Linked DNA regions of Zea mays: region 1 is linked to region 2. Evidence: chromatin contacts called from public Hi-C data. All regions are on one chromosome and are shown on one strand. The core of a region is the stretch at or near the end of the contact, and the rest is flanking DNA. Distances in the headings are between cores, read along the strand shown.

Region 1 (6,615 bases), core at 2,691-5,190, 140 kb before region 2:
GAGAAGTAGATTCACTATAGTGAAGTGGTGACAAATACAAACACGTCTCAATGTTTTCAATTTTTCACTTATGTTGAATCAAATTTTTGGATCATTATGAAAAGGTCAAGACAGTAAATGTTTCAAAGCATGAGATATAACAACCCAGTATATTAGTGATAACAAAAGAATTTCAACATATCCTACAAATGCTAGCTGTCAATCTTAGTTGTGAACAATTTTTTAAATTTAGCAAGTACTAATCATGTCCATAATTTAAAAAAAAAGCTTAGCTGAATAAGAATTGGTATCAATATGAGCAAAAGGAGCCTAAGCTTACCATAATATCATCATCCACACAAAGAACAGTGTACAAAGACCATAAACACAATCTAATAGATATACACATGAAGCTCAAAATGCTATATGATACATGATGAGATGCAATGCAAATATATTACAAAAGCCAAAATAAGAATAAAACGATAAAGAAAAGCCAAAAGCACTACTATACAAGTAATGATTCCCTCCTCTAAAAAAAGGAAACACACACTCAAGCCCCCGCGCAAATGAGCAAATATGGCTTGGTCAACGGGTTTAGAGGATTTCAGCAATATCAACATTGTCATCTGTGGGTGTCAATATGGCATAAGACTATGTCCTCTAACCCATATTGATCTCTTAGAAAATCAATGTGGACATCTATGTGTCTGATATTTGAGTGCGACACTAGATTTTTGGCAGTACTAATGCATTGGTGCTATCATAAAGCAAAGGCACACGTTAACATTTTAAGTAAAACATCTCGAAGTAGTCATCATCCAAAGCAAATGTGAGCAACAGCTAGCAGCAACAACATATTTAACATCTATGATGGATTAAGCTATGCTAGAAAACTTGCGAGAAGACCAAGAAATCAATGAAGACCTCAAAAACTGACAAGTTCTAGGAGTTTACTTGCGATCCAAGCGAGAAGCCACAACATCCTACGAAAGTCTAAAGTCAATAGTGAAATAGATGTACCTCCTGATCCTTTTGACTGTGTGCTTGTGGGATGTGCGCGGAAAAGCCTAAAATCGAGCATACATGCACACAACGAAGTGTATGTCCGGCCTCACCGACATCAAGTACTTAAGTGAGCCAATCACGCTCATGTACCCTTTTTGATCCGTGGTTGAAAGTTTATGTGGAAGTTTCACTATCAATTCTTATGTATGCATAGTTGAAGGAAGGTTTTGGAAAATGAGTAAGGGCCTGTTTGTTTACCCCCATGGATTATATAATCTGGATTATTTTTGGAGGATTATATAATCTGGATTATATAATCTGAGTAGTCCTGTTTGTTTACCTAGATTATTTGAGTTGTTAATAGGATTCTTTTGTATGAGGAAGACAAGAATGCCCTCTATATTTGTACTAGGTTGAAACTCATATATGAAAAAATAATAATTCAATTGACATTGGCAAATATTGCATTAGCAATATTATCACGGAAGGCATTCATGTCACCTTCTTCATCCCCAAATTGACTAGTACTAGGCGCAAAAACGATTCGGTAGATTATAATGGCAATGGTGGGTAATTTCTAGAAAACTTGAAAGGGTAGTGGGGAAGTGGGAAAAAAATAATCTGAAATAAGCACCTCCTCACTTGCTTATGGATTATCATAATCCAAGGGGTTAGATTATATAATCTGGGTAAATAAGCTGGACTGTTTGTTTGACTCTTAGGATTATTTAATCCAGATTATATAATCTGGGGGGTAAACAAACAGGCCCTAAGTCCACTCGGTTCTGTGAAAGCTAGCTAACGACAAGCTATAATTAAGGATATATAGAATTATAGATGGCAATGAATCATGATCCAAATGTATCTTCACGATTCGTTTGAGACTTTAATTAATTTTAGTTCAAAAATGAATAAAAAAGTCTGATCTAAATACCATTCGATTCTTAAATTTTGTAGTCTAAAATTTAGAGCTCGTTACCACTCATAGATGGCATGCAGCCTACGGAGCCGGCTCGTGCATGTGCGAGGACCTGCTTGGAGCTCTTTATGTAATAAGTGCATTTGAGGTCAAGAGATCCACCTTATTAACAAACTATGTGTATACTTTTGTAAAGATGATATAATCATTGCACTTTGAGAAGAAAGAATGGAATACCAAGAAATGTATTTGTTTTAATATGGTTTTTGAAAACCAGAAGTACATTTATCGTATACTCCCTCCATCCCGTCGTAACGACTTTTTATTGCAGTCTCTGTTTAGAAGCACCTAGTTTTTAATAAACTGGTTTATAGAAATTGAGGTCATTCGAATATACCAGTTTATGACATAGTTTATATAAATTATATTTTTGGTTTCTTAAAAACTAAGAAACTGATTTATCCTAGCTAAAAAGATAAAAACCGATTCTTAAAAATTGGGTTGCTTCCGAATAGAACTTAAATCACATGGTTTTTAGTTAGGCATACTTAATATCAATGGGGAGAGAATGATATATATATATATATATATATATATATATATATATATATATATATATATATATATATATATATATATATATATATATATATATATATATATATATATATATATATATATATATATATATATATAGTAAATAACAAGAGTCAAGAGGTGATTTATTTCCTTGTATACTTTGGACAGTGGAAGTTGGAACGAGCAAAGTAAACAGCGGTGGTAAGCACAGTGTCCTCTTGTCTCCCACCCCCACGTTACTACAGCTGAGCAGAGCATCATCACCCATCTGACGTGACGACGGATCAGAAGGCGTCTTTTATTTGCATCAGAGTCACGATCAAATTCCAGCACCCGAATTATTACCACACGCGACCAGCAGGCCGTGCGCGTACGCAGCAGCACGTTGATGAATATAGCGCGCGCAGTCCGTGCATGGCTACCGGCACGGCCACACCCACACAGCCCTGGCCACCGGTCTGCGCGAGCACGTCCACGCAGAAAACGCCAACCCGGCCGGCACAGGGGTGCTGCCTGCCGCTGCGTTCAGTTGTCAGTCACCATGGTCCATGGCGCGCGCGCGCCTTCAGCCAGGGCAGGGCTACTGCACGTACGTACGTACATCTCTGCACGACTGCACCTGCGCTTACGTACGTACGTACGTACGCTTGTCGCAGCTTGTCCTCGCCAACATGAAGGCGCGCACCGGCCGGCCCGCCCGCCCGCCCGTTGGACCCCGCCGCGCGTGCCTGGGCAGTCGCCGCTGGTGTGTAGTGTCGGGAGGGCCGGCCAGCCAGCTGCGGCTGGTGTGGTGGAGCAGTGGAGCCCGCCGCACCTGCCCCACGAACGGGGCGACGCGCGCCCGCATGCGGCAGCACGGGGAGCTAGCTACAACGACACAGGCCGCTAGCCTAGCTCTCCGTCGTCGGTGTGCGGTCCGAACCTGCCCTGGCCCTCCCTCCATGCACGGACGCATCTGCCAGTACTGGGGCGGGGTCCGGGGTGCGTGGTCTGCTGCGATCACGCGCGAGATGTTTTTGACAAAGCCGCCCCCACCCATACACACGTAGGAGTAGTAGTAATAGCTGCGAATCGAATTGATTGAAGGAGTACGCCGGCGGTGACAATAATTGACACCCGCTGCCGGATCAACAATTGATCGCTGCTGCTCGATCTACGCGACAATCCATGCATGCATGCCACGTGCCCGTACATTTGCAGGCCGGGGCCCGGTCAGAGCGATCGCGATCTCTCCGGTAGTACTCCGTATAGTGTAGCTCGGAGCTCGCGCGGCTGTAGTTAGCTAGGATTGGAGCTGAGGGTTTACTACACAGCACACAATGGCGTACATGCGTCATGCGTGCTGGTCAGCCCGGCCTCGAAAAGCACATCAGTGAGCTCTACGGAGTACGGACCACTCTGAGACCCTGCCGTGCGTACACCCAACCCACCCACCAATGCTCTGGATTTGATCATCGTCGCAGGGCGCAGGCCATGCCGCGCAGGCGCAGTGCGCGTGCGTCCTGTCCATGGCATGCACGGATGCACCGCCACATGTTGATCGACGACGGTGCATGTGCATTAATTGGTGGCTTTTTGGCTTGCAGACTGGAGTACTCCTGTGAACACCAGCACCCTGCAAAGCCTGCGATAGCTTTACCGATGCCATCGATCGATGTGAAGCGAGCTGCCAGTGCCAGCCCTTCCCCATGCATACATGCAGCTGATGGATGGATGGATGGGTGACGACTGACGACTGAACGAATGACTGATGAAACCCCCACCCCACCTCTTGTTGGCTTCTGCATGCATTGGCAGATCGATCGCAGCAGCATATCTGCATATGCATATCTCGTTTGGTGGAGGCAGGCAGTAATGCTGGCTGGACTGCGCGCGACTACTATAGGCGTGGATGCCTTTCACTTTTGCGTGCAACCGCCGCGCAGCATGCAGGACAGGACTGACTGCATCGGGGAGGGAACAGTCAGAAAGGGCCCGGTACGGTCGGTCTCAGCCTTCTCTCAGGTCATCGATTCAACCGCATAGTATACACTTATGCACCGCTCCGTTCGTATACTTACATAGCTTAACATCTGTTCTAAAATCAAAAAAATAAAATGTAAGCACAATTATTCTTAGAAACAGAATCATCTTACTCTACCTGTTTTTCTCTCTCGCTCTCTGTCTCTACTTTCTCTCCTTTCAAAATACAATGGTTTTACACCTCTATTGATCGAGAGGTACACATGTGTGACTTCTCAATAATATATTACGTTTTCATCTATATTTTAGAAACACAATTATGTTAGGACTCTGAATGGATCTTTGTCTGGTGACAACGATTTCAAAACGCAACGATTATTTTTGGAGCCTCTCTGAGCGGATATCTCTATGTAGTTGCTCGGTCTGCAGAGCTCTCCTCCTCACTTCTAATAATGGCACATGCATGCATGAATAATGGATCTTGTCTGTCGCATGTAACGGAGTCAAACAATCTAGATTTTAAACAAATATATGTAACAGAATATTAAATGCTATGAGATGCAATAAGTGCCATATAAATTAATCGTACACTGTCTTTTTTTATAGAAGATTTAACTACATACCCAAATAAAAATGATATAAATTTAAGATTGTTTCACTCGAATAAGGCCTCCATGCATTTAACTAAAGATCTTTTTTGGTCCTAAAAAATGCAATATTTACATAGAAGAAACTATCACATAAAAAAAGAACACATGTACCTATATATACTCTTTTTTTAATCAATCTTCACATGTGTTAACGGGACAAAACCAAATGTTGGGGACTTGTTCTCAAATACTATGAATTAAGAACAAGGCAACACAAGATGTTAAATGTTAATACCCTTCGTCATTCGAAGCATTATTTCCCTTAGGATATAATGATCTTCAGACGAAGGCCATGAAAGACATACCTTCATCATCGCAGTATATGTTAAATAAAAGAAGAAGCATATGAAATATGGAATATGAAGTGAAATGTAGACAATTATATGTTGTTATCAATTCATTTCTGTATTATTATTATTAAAGAATAAAAACGACATCAAGTTACAGATGTACCTTCAGTTTGGAAGGAAGTAAAAGTACAAGCGTGACACAAAAAGCAAATGCCAAGTCAGCGTGAACAGTACGGGGGTACTGTTCACCTATTTATAGGCATGGAACACAACCCATATAAAATTACATCCATGCCCTTTACATTTGGTAGTAGTTCTATAGTAATCCACCGAGGTTTAAATAGCCTTTTCATCTTTAAGTCGGTTTCCTTTTCTGCAGTCACGCCGAAGCTTTCCTGCTCACTCCTTCGACGCTGTATCAACCTTCGTATTCTTTGAGCTTCTCCCACTGTGGTACCGATTCGGGTCCAAAGATACCTGTTCACACATTATACTCCAGAAACGCTGTTAAATCCTGTTTTTGAGGACCTTCGGAGCCGAAGGCCCCCAACAGTAGCCCCTCGCAATGTTAATTTGTTAAATCGATAAATTCAGATTGCGACATGGACGAAGGCTTTAAGCCGAAGGTCCGCAAAAACACCTTCCCTTTGCTAGAATAGCAACATTCACTGACAGGCGGGGGCTTTCAATCTTTCACGCACTGGGCGTATAAATAAGAGCATACTGCGAGCTCATTTGGCACGCTCTCTTGCCAGCTGTTCTCGCTCACTCAATTTTTAGCTCTTGCGTACCAAGATTTGCTTAGCTTTTTAAGTTTTTAAGCTTCGGAGCTGAAAACAGTTTTTTAGTGTCTCCGAAGATGTCTGAAGATAAGAAGGCTGCTGCTGAGATGAAGCTGAGTCTCGATGAAGAGAAGAATCTGGGGTTTCTTATAGCAATGTCGAAGACCAATACAGAAAAAATCACCAAAGAAATTTTAGAAGGTTTGTCTGAAGATACTGATGACAGCGACAGTTATGATGTGGATAGTGGTGGTGAAGACTCCGAAGATCGCCCCTGGCGACCAAGCCATTCAGTTTTTGGCAAGTCAGGTATCAAAGAAAATCATCTTGTCAACATGAGGGGAAGGTACTTCCGGGATTTATCCGTTGTGAGGGCTGACGAAGGAGAAAAAACTTGTCCGACCCCTGAGGAAAGTGAAGTTGTAGTGTTCCGAAGCTTTTTGAAA
Region 2 (6,568 bases), core at 2,472-4,971:
AGAACTTAGCCTCATGAGTATCCCAGGACACAGGGCGTCATGACTTGCTTTCAGGTTAGTGTGTTTAGAGACAAGGATTCTTGAGGATTTAGAATATTTTATCCTTAAAGATCTCAAAGTGCTAGGGACCTTAGTAACCAGGTTCCCGGATCGATGGGATCGAGGAACGGGAACGTGGTACGTGGAACGCTACAAAAACTAGGATTTAACACTACTGGAACAAGATTGTTCCCACGTTCCCGGAACGGAACGAACGTTCCCGGAACGAGGAACGTGGCCAAGTTCCCAGTTTCCGGTTACTAAGCTAGGGACCCTAATCCTTTTAAGGCTTAGCACGCCTAAATGTCCATTGGGTCATCCAGTAGCCGAGTCAGCTAATCTAAATGATATTATATAAGAGCATTTCCAAGAGACTCTTTATTTTTAGCTCTCTATTTGACTCTCTATTTATCTTTTTATAAAGATTACATTTTATATGCAGCATTTTGCTTCAATAGACTATCTATCTAGTTTGACTAGTCAGGTCGCTAGCCTCGAGTTAGATACATAGTCTATTAGAGAGTTATTTTGCTGTTGATTAGCCAAAATTTAGTTTGATGAGCTATTTGGCTTGACTCTTAGAGACGTTCTAAAGTCATATAAAGTTGGAACCCTTTATTAGTCGGGGCCATAGGAGGCTACGTACTAGGTTTCATGGCCACGGGAGCTATGGTTCCGCCATCGCAGGCCCCAAGACAAGTCTTCCAAATCAAAACATATAAATATGTTTTGACGGCGGCCAAAAGTACTGCGTCGACGTACGTACGTACGTACGTACTAAACCGATGTAAAACCGTACTACGCGCTCATGTTCGGCGGCCGGATCCACGCAGAAGTTTGACGAGCGAATTAATAGAGGCAGAGCTCCGGATGATCAGGGTCTCACTCACCTCCCAGTTCTCAACAGCGTCGTCTGTAGCCAAGTCAGAATATATATGAGTGTGTGCCACTGCCGACACATGCATATGAGCTATTGAGCTCGACAGGGGAAATTAAAGAGAGAGAAAATGCTACAGTAGTGGGAACTGCTCCTGATGAGACCGGCCGGCCGGACCAGATCGACCTTGCAAGAGCGGAGAGGACGGCCGGCCGGTCGCAGCTAGCGCTGGATCTCAGGAGGACAACGGGCACTGTGGCGTGCACATGCATGTGCGATCGAAAGAAGCTTGCGATGGTGTAAATAGTGAGGTCCCAGCTGTTCACAGTGCATTAATTTGTGCGGACGGCGAGCGACGACGAGCGGTGGCGGTGCAGAGAACCGACGACGAGCGGAACAGTTTGGTCAGCCAACTCTTTGGACCTGCATGCTAAATTGCTAATGTAATGAATCGAACTGATGAGTGCGCGGCGGCACCTGTGGAGACGAGTACTACTACTCTACAGTGGTTCATGGTCACCGTGCTGCTGTGTGCCTGTGCACCGCCACCGACGACGACGACGCCGCGATTCGCTCGTGCACGCGAGAGCCAGTCAGCCACTGCCGCCCTTGCGCATGATGCGGTCGGTGAACCTAGCTAGCTAGCTAGTCGGCGCCTGCCCTATGCATACGGTGCGGATGCAGGACACCCAACATGTGACAGCGGCATCCGGCAGCGCTGCTCCGTCCACCTGCAGCTGCCGATCTGGCATCATTACCAAGAGAGAGAGAGAGAGCGGGGATGGATATGCCAAAGCTTCTAGCGCAACGAACCAACACAGACACAGTGCTCTCGTACGGTTGGTGAGACGGCTGGCTGGCTGGCATGGCACACCATGCATGTGGACAATGGACTGGGGGGGAGAGGAGAGGAGGTTACCGATCGATGTCGGTTTTGCATAATCATCCACTACTATAGAGTAACTAGGGATCCGCACCCGCGCCCTCTATTACCTGAGGCACGACGCTGCGTGGATCATGTGGGCCGCAGCCAGCTCGGGCATTTGGATCGCACGATCTTTAGTCTTTACCGAGCAAAAACAAAATTATTACAGCCGCGACTGCGATGTGCAGTACCCAACAGCACCACGGGCCACAGCCGTTCACGCCCAGTCGTCGCCCACGCCGAGGCCACCACCGTGTAGCATAGCAATCAGTGACGATCTGATAATTGGGGCCATGCTGTCACGTGGGCCACTTCTCTCCGATTCTCTACCACTCTTTTCTTTCCGCATGGTCTAAGTGGGCCCCATCGCCTGGCGATTCTTTTTTTCCTTCTTTACTTTATAATAATTCTCCCTCGTCGCGTGGTCGCGAGGATAGAGTGATAGACAGACGGAAGGAGGAAGACGGCGACGGGAGATGCAGATGCGTCACGCGTGTGCCGTGCCGTGCGGTGGCTTTCGGGGAATTTGTGCCGCGCCAAAGGGGAGCCCTGAGGCCTGCCGCGGACCCACCGGGGCTCACCAAAAGCTGGCTGGATATTGCTTGGCAAAAAGGAAACCAAAAGAAAATGGGAAAGGGTTGGCCGTAAATGATTGGCACACGCAGCATATGCACACAGCTTCTTCAAAAGACCGGTTCGGACTGAGCTCATTCGACCGTACTAGTACTACATAACTTATCTGTGCCCTTTTCGCAAAACGTTCTATAAACCACTGACGTAGTGATGGTTATAAAAATCCAAAGCGTATCATTATCCATAACAACAATATAAGTAGGCGTTACAATATAAGTTTTGGTTCTAAAAGGCACCAAACAGGCCTGTGCACTCATTTGATGACAGATAGCATCCAAGATTTTTTTCTAACACTAGCGGAGGTTAGTTCAAACCAAAAAAAAAAAAACAGAGGTGGCCCCATTTTCTATGGTAATAGGTATCGACATTTATTAGTTTGAGTTCAGCACTATTTTTCCATCCTAAATCTGTATCCAAGATCCCCTGCTGATATCGAGCGAAGATTTTAGATTTAAATGATTGCTTCTGCCTTCGTAGCAATAAGCACAAAAATTTGAATCTCAAGATCTAGATAACGTGGTGTCGTACCTACACTAATGTAATCGCATGGAAAACAACTCGAAGAAAACGAGGTATACCAAACAAGCTATGAGAAGCTTGAACTAGACGAGCTACCCGATACACTAAAGTAGGTGACTATCAATCGCTACCGGTCTTTAAAAAAACAGTTTTAGTACTAGTAGTGATGCCAAATTCGTAGTAACGAGTGATGGTATATATTAAATACCGAAGCGTAAAACATCGATGACCAAGCATTCGTAGTCACGAGTGTATTGGGTTTTTTTTTTCTAACTCCCGAAAATTCCTTTGCATCTGCAAACTAAAAACCAAGCACCACGCACTCCACTCAGGACAGACGAGAGCAAGTAGTAATCCACGCTTGAGGGAGACCTCTTGTTGCTACCCGCGCAAAAAAAAAAACTTTTCAATCGATCGCCTGCGCGCGCGGACGAGGTGGACCGGACGTGCAGTGCAGGCCAGGAGACACGGACAAAGGCGAGTACAGCGACGGCACGCGCACGCGGTGCGTTTCCTCATGGACCGTGTCCATCACGCCTTTGTTCGCCGGTCCCTTTCTGCGCCCCGCGCCAATTATCAGACCCATCCACCCAGGTCCAGCGTTCCAGGCAGGCAGAACAAGCGTGGCACCACCGCCGATCTCGACGACCACCTCACAGTAGAGGCGTGGAGAGCATCGAGTTCAGCTAAAGCTTTGACGTGACGCGGACTCCCTCCGCGCGCGCGCCTGTGCCGTGCCTGTCACCGCAACTGCTAACCGAACGCGCACGCATGTGATCCGCCATGTGCTATGCTTGCTTGCTTGGGCACGGCCGCACGGCTAGCTAGCTGCTCCGTCCAGTCCAACCAACGAGACCGGACGAGGAACAGCGCCTCCGTACCGCGCGCACCAAGCTGTTGGTTCGTGGGTCGCTGCACGGCGTTGGAAGCCACGCCCGGCATGTCGGAGCCGGCCGGTCCCCGTCGCACATGGCGCTGGAAAAAGGCTCGCTCCCTCGGTCTCTGTCTCTCCCCCTCACACGTCCGAGAGCATCCGATTCCGATCCCATTCCCCGTCGGACGACGTGGAACCGTACGTCGTGTGTGTGGCCTCCATCCCGCGCTCCTCCCTTGTCGGTTTCGTCCGTGTTCGTCGCATCGACGTGGAAGTGGAACCTTGGCAGCTCGATCAGCACCACTGCTATTATTATTACTCGGCGGCTGCAAGCGCACGTACGTCGTCGAACTGACTGTGACAAGTTAAAAAAATAATGAAGTGATAGTTTGAAAACTCCAATTTTTTTAAATAAATTTCTATTTTTTCAAGTGGAAATGAACTAATTTCCTTATAAAAATGAAAATTCTTTAGAAAAAATGGGGTTACCAAAGCGTTATAGTCTACCTGCAGGAGTACGTAGAGGTGGCCGTACTATCTGATAGCTATTTAACTCTCTAATAGCAAAATAACTCTCTAACAGATTAGCTATTTAACTCGCCAAGCTATATGACTCTTCAAATTGACTCTCTCACTAGCCAAATTTGGCTAGCCAACTGACTAGCCAAACTAGATAGATAGTTTGTTAGAGTGAGATGATACATATAGAGTGTAATCTTTATAAAAAAATTAAATATATAGTCAAATATAGAGTTAAAAATTAGTAGTCTCTTGGACATACTCTTAAATAAACACCCGCGCGCGCGGCACTGTATATATCTCAATCTGTATGGCCATAGAAAGCAGAGCCGTCACGTACGTACGTACGCCGGTAGGCTGGCAGTCCACGTCGCGACACTGCAGCTAGCTAGCGAGCGTGACGCGAGAGAAGCGGAGGGTGAGGCACGCCGCCGGGGCCGGGCAACTGGATCGGCCAGGATTCGTTCCGCGCGTCTTCGTCGGCCGGTAGACGACGCCGACGGGGTGGATCGTCACTCACGCGTCCGGTCCGGCGCCACCCTCTTTGCACGGCTGGCCGCGACGTATACATAGTAGTAGATGAGGATGGGCGAATAGGCCGCCGGTGCCCGAAGTCGACTGATGTCACTGCTCGTCGTTCGGTCGTCGTTGCCGGTACGTAGCTAGCGTGCAGGTCTCGTCTCGCTCTTTTTTTTTCTTTTTATTTTTTATGGTTGACAACTGCAACTTACCACCAACAGATCGAGTTATTATTAATAATAGTGGACAAGGTATTTTGGTGGTAACTATGGTATGCTATGGCCGCCGAATCGTTGTCTATGGTTTTTGCGCAGAATTCTCACTTATTTTATCCTCTATTTGTTCTTCTCAACTGATACAGTGCCAACAATAAGCGTTGAGCCGTGTACGGCCGCGGCGCAGCACCCACGAGGCCGCCGTACCTGGCTGTGTTCACTGTTCAGGCTCCGCTCAAGTTGCCCTGCCCAACGCAACGTGCCACGGCTTTCACTGTTTGTCACCAGTGGCCATGCTTCTCGTTGCCCGTAGCTATAGGGTAGATTGGTACGACGAATAGTAAATATATATGATGCATGGATTTTTTTTTTCACGCTCTCCGGCTTTCGTGCCCCTGCCGCACGGCACAGTGGTAGGACTCCCTTTTTTGGTGAATGGTGATCCGCCGCTCCATGCCGGCGTGCACCGTGGCTGCGCACACAGTACATGCGCACGGCGCCAGCCAGCCGCCAGTGGCCATCCATACCCATACTGGCTACGGCCATCGGCCACTGTAACGGGGGCACGGCCGGCACACTGCAGCCGCCAGCCGAGCAGAGCAGGCTGCTGCAGTGCTGCCCCTCGTGGCCTCGTCTACGTCCTCTGGCTCTGCTCACCCTCTACCTGCTGCGGTAGGAGAGGAGGAGGTACTGGTCGGTGGGACCTGTGCGTGCAGCCATCAAATCCCAGCAAACAGGCAGCCACCCAGCCGCATGATGCACCGTGCCAGAAGGAACACAACAGAGGGGCCAGGGGGGCCCAGGACCACAACGTGATAGTGCTAGGAGCTGAGCCCCCCACAATCCTGGGGCCTGCTGCACGCGGTGCAGGCGCGGAAAAAATGAAAGCAAGAGTAGTACGTACAAGCGGCAGGCAGAAAACAGCGAGAGGCAGGGAGCAGAGCAGGGGATGGGGGCGGGGCGTCCGGTCCGTCCATGCATGGGCGGGGCGCAGCGGCAGCGGCAGCAAGATCCGTGGGACGACGGGACTGTGCGCGAGGCAGGCAGGCACAGGCAGGCGCAGAGGCGAGATCTGCAGTGGCTTTGCTGTGCCGCCGCAGCAGATGCCTTGTCGCTCTCGCTCTCCGCCTCTGCGCTGCCAGTGCACCTCAAAAGGGACCGTGGCGGGGTACGGATAATCACACCGAAAAGGCAGAGGTGTGTGACCGCAACGGGGCGCTGTCCGGCAGGGTTGGCAGGAGCTGCCTCTGGCCCCACCATTTGTGAGCTTTCCCGGGTGACGATATTTAGGGCCCAGCTGCATTGGTGGCCGCCACGCAAGTCAGTCACGCAACATCTTGCCCGCTTTTGTTAGACTATCTAATATGTAAAGTTGAAATGCAGATGACGTTGTTTATAATTATTCGAATAGTAAATAGAATATGAGATAAGATATATGAAACAAGCAA

What was found. Hi-C and Micro-C count contacts between places; a contact is called where the count stands out from the background.
Region 1: a contact with region 2 is called in a Hi-C map of ear, with 6 times the contacts expected there. The contact joins two enhancer-like sites. A contact is called at or near these places in 2 of 25 Hi-C or Micro-C datasets (both in ear).

The regions. Positions count from the first base shown.
Region 1 is chr2:63,086,501-63,093,115 of Zm-B73-REFERENCE-NAM-5.0, reverse strand. No RefSeq gene overlaps it. Among protein-coding and RNA genes, the nearest start is that of LOC118476237, 54 kb to the right of the region's middle. Within about 2 kb of position 3,940, at least 19 of the 20 cell types and tissues checked have an H3K27ac peak or open chromatin away from gene starts, as enhancers often do. A contact at or near this core is called in ear, where this site is marked.
Region 2 is chr2:62,949,589-62,956,156 of Zm-B73-REFERENCE-NAM-5.0, reverse strand. No RefSeq gene overlaps it. Among protein-coding and RNA genes, the nearest start is that of LOC100281271, 42 kb to the right of the region's middle. Within about 2 kb of position 3,721, at least 19 of the 20 cell types and tissues checked have an H3K27ac peak or open chromatin away from gene starts, as enhancers often do. A contact at or near this core is called in ear, where this site is marked.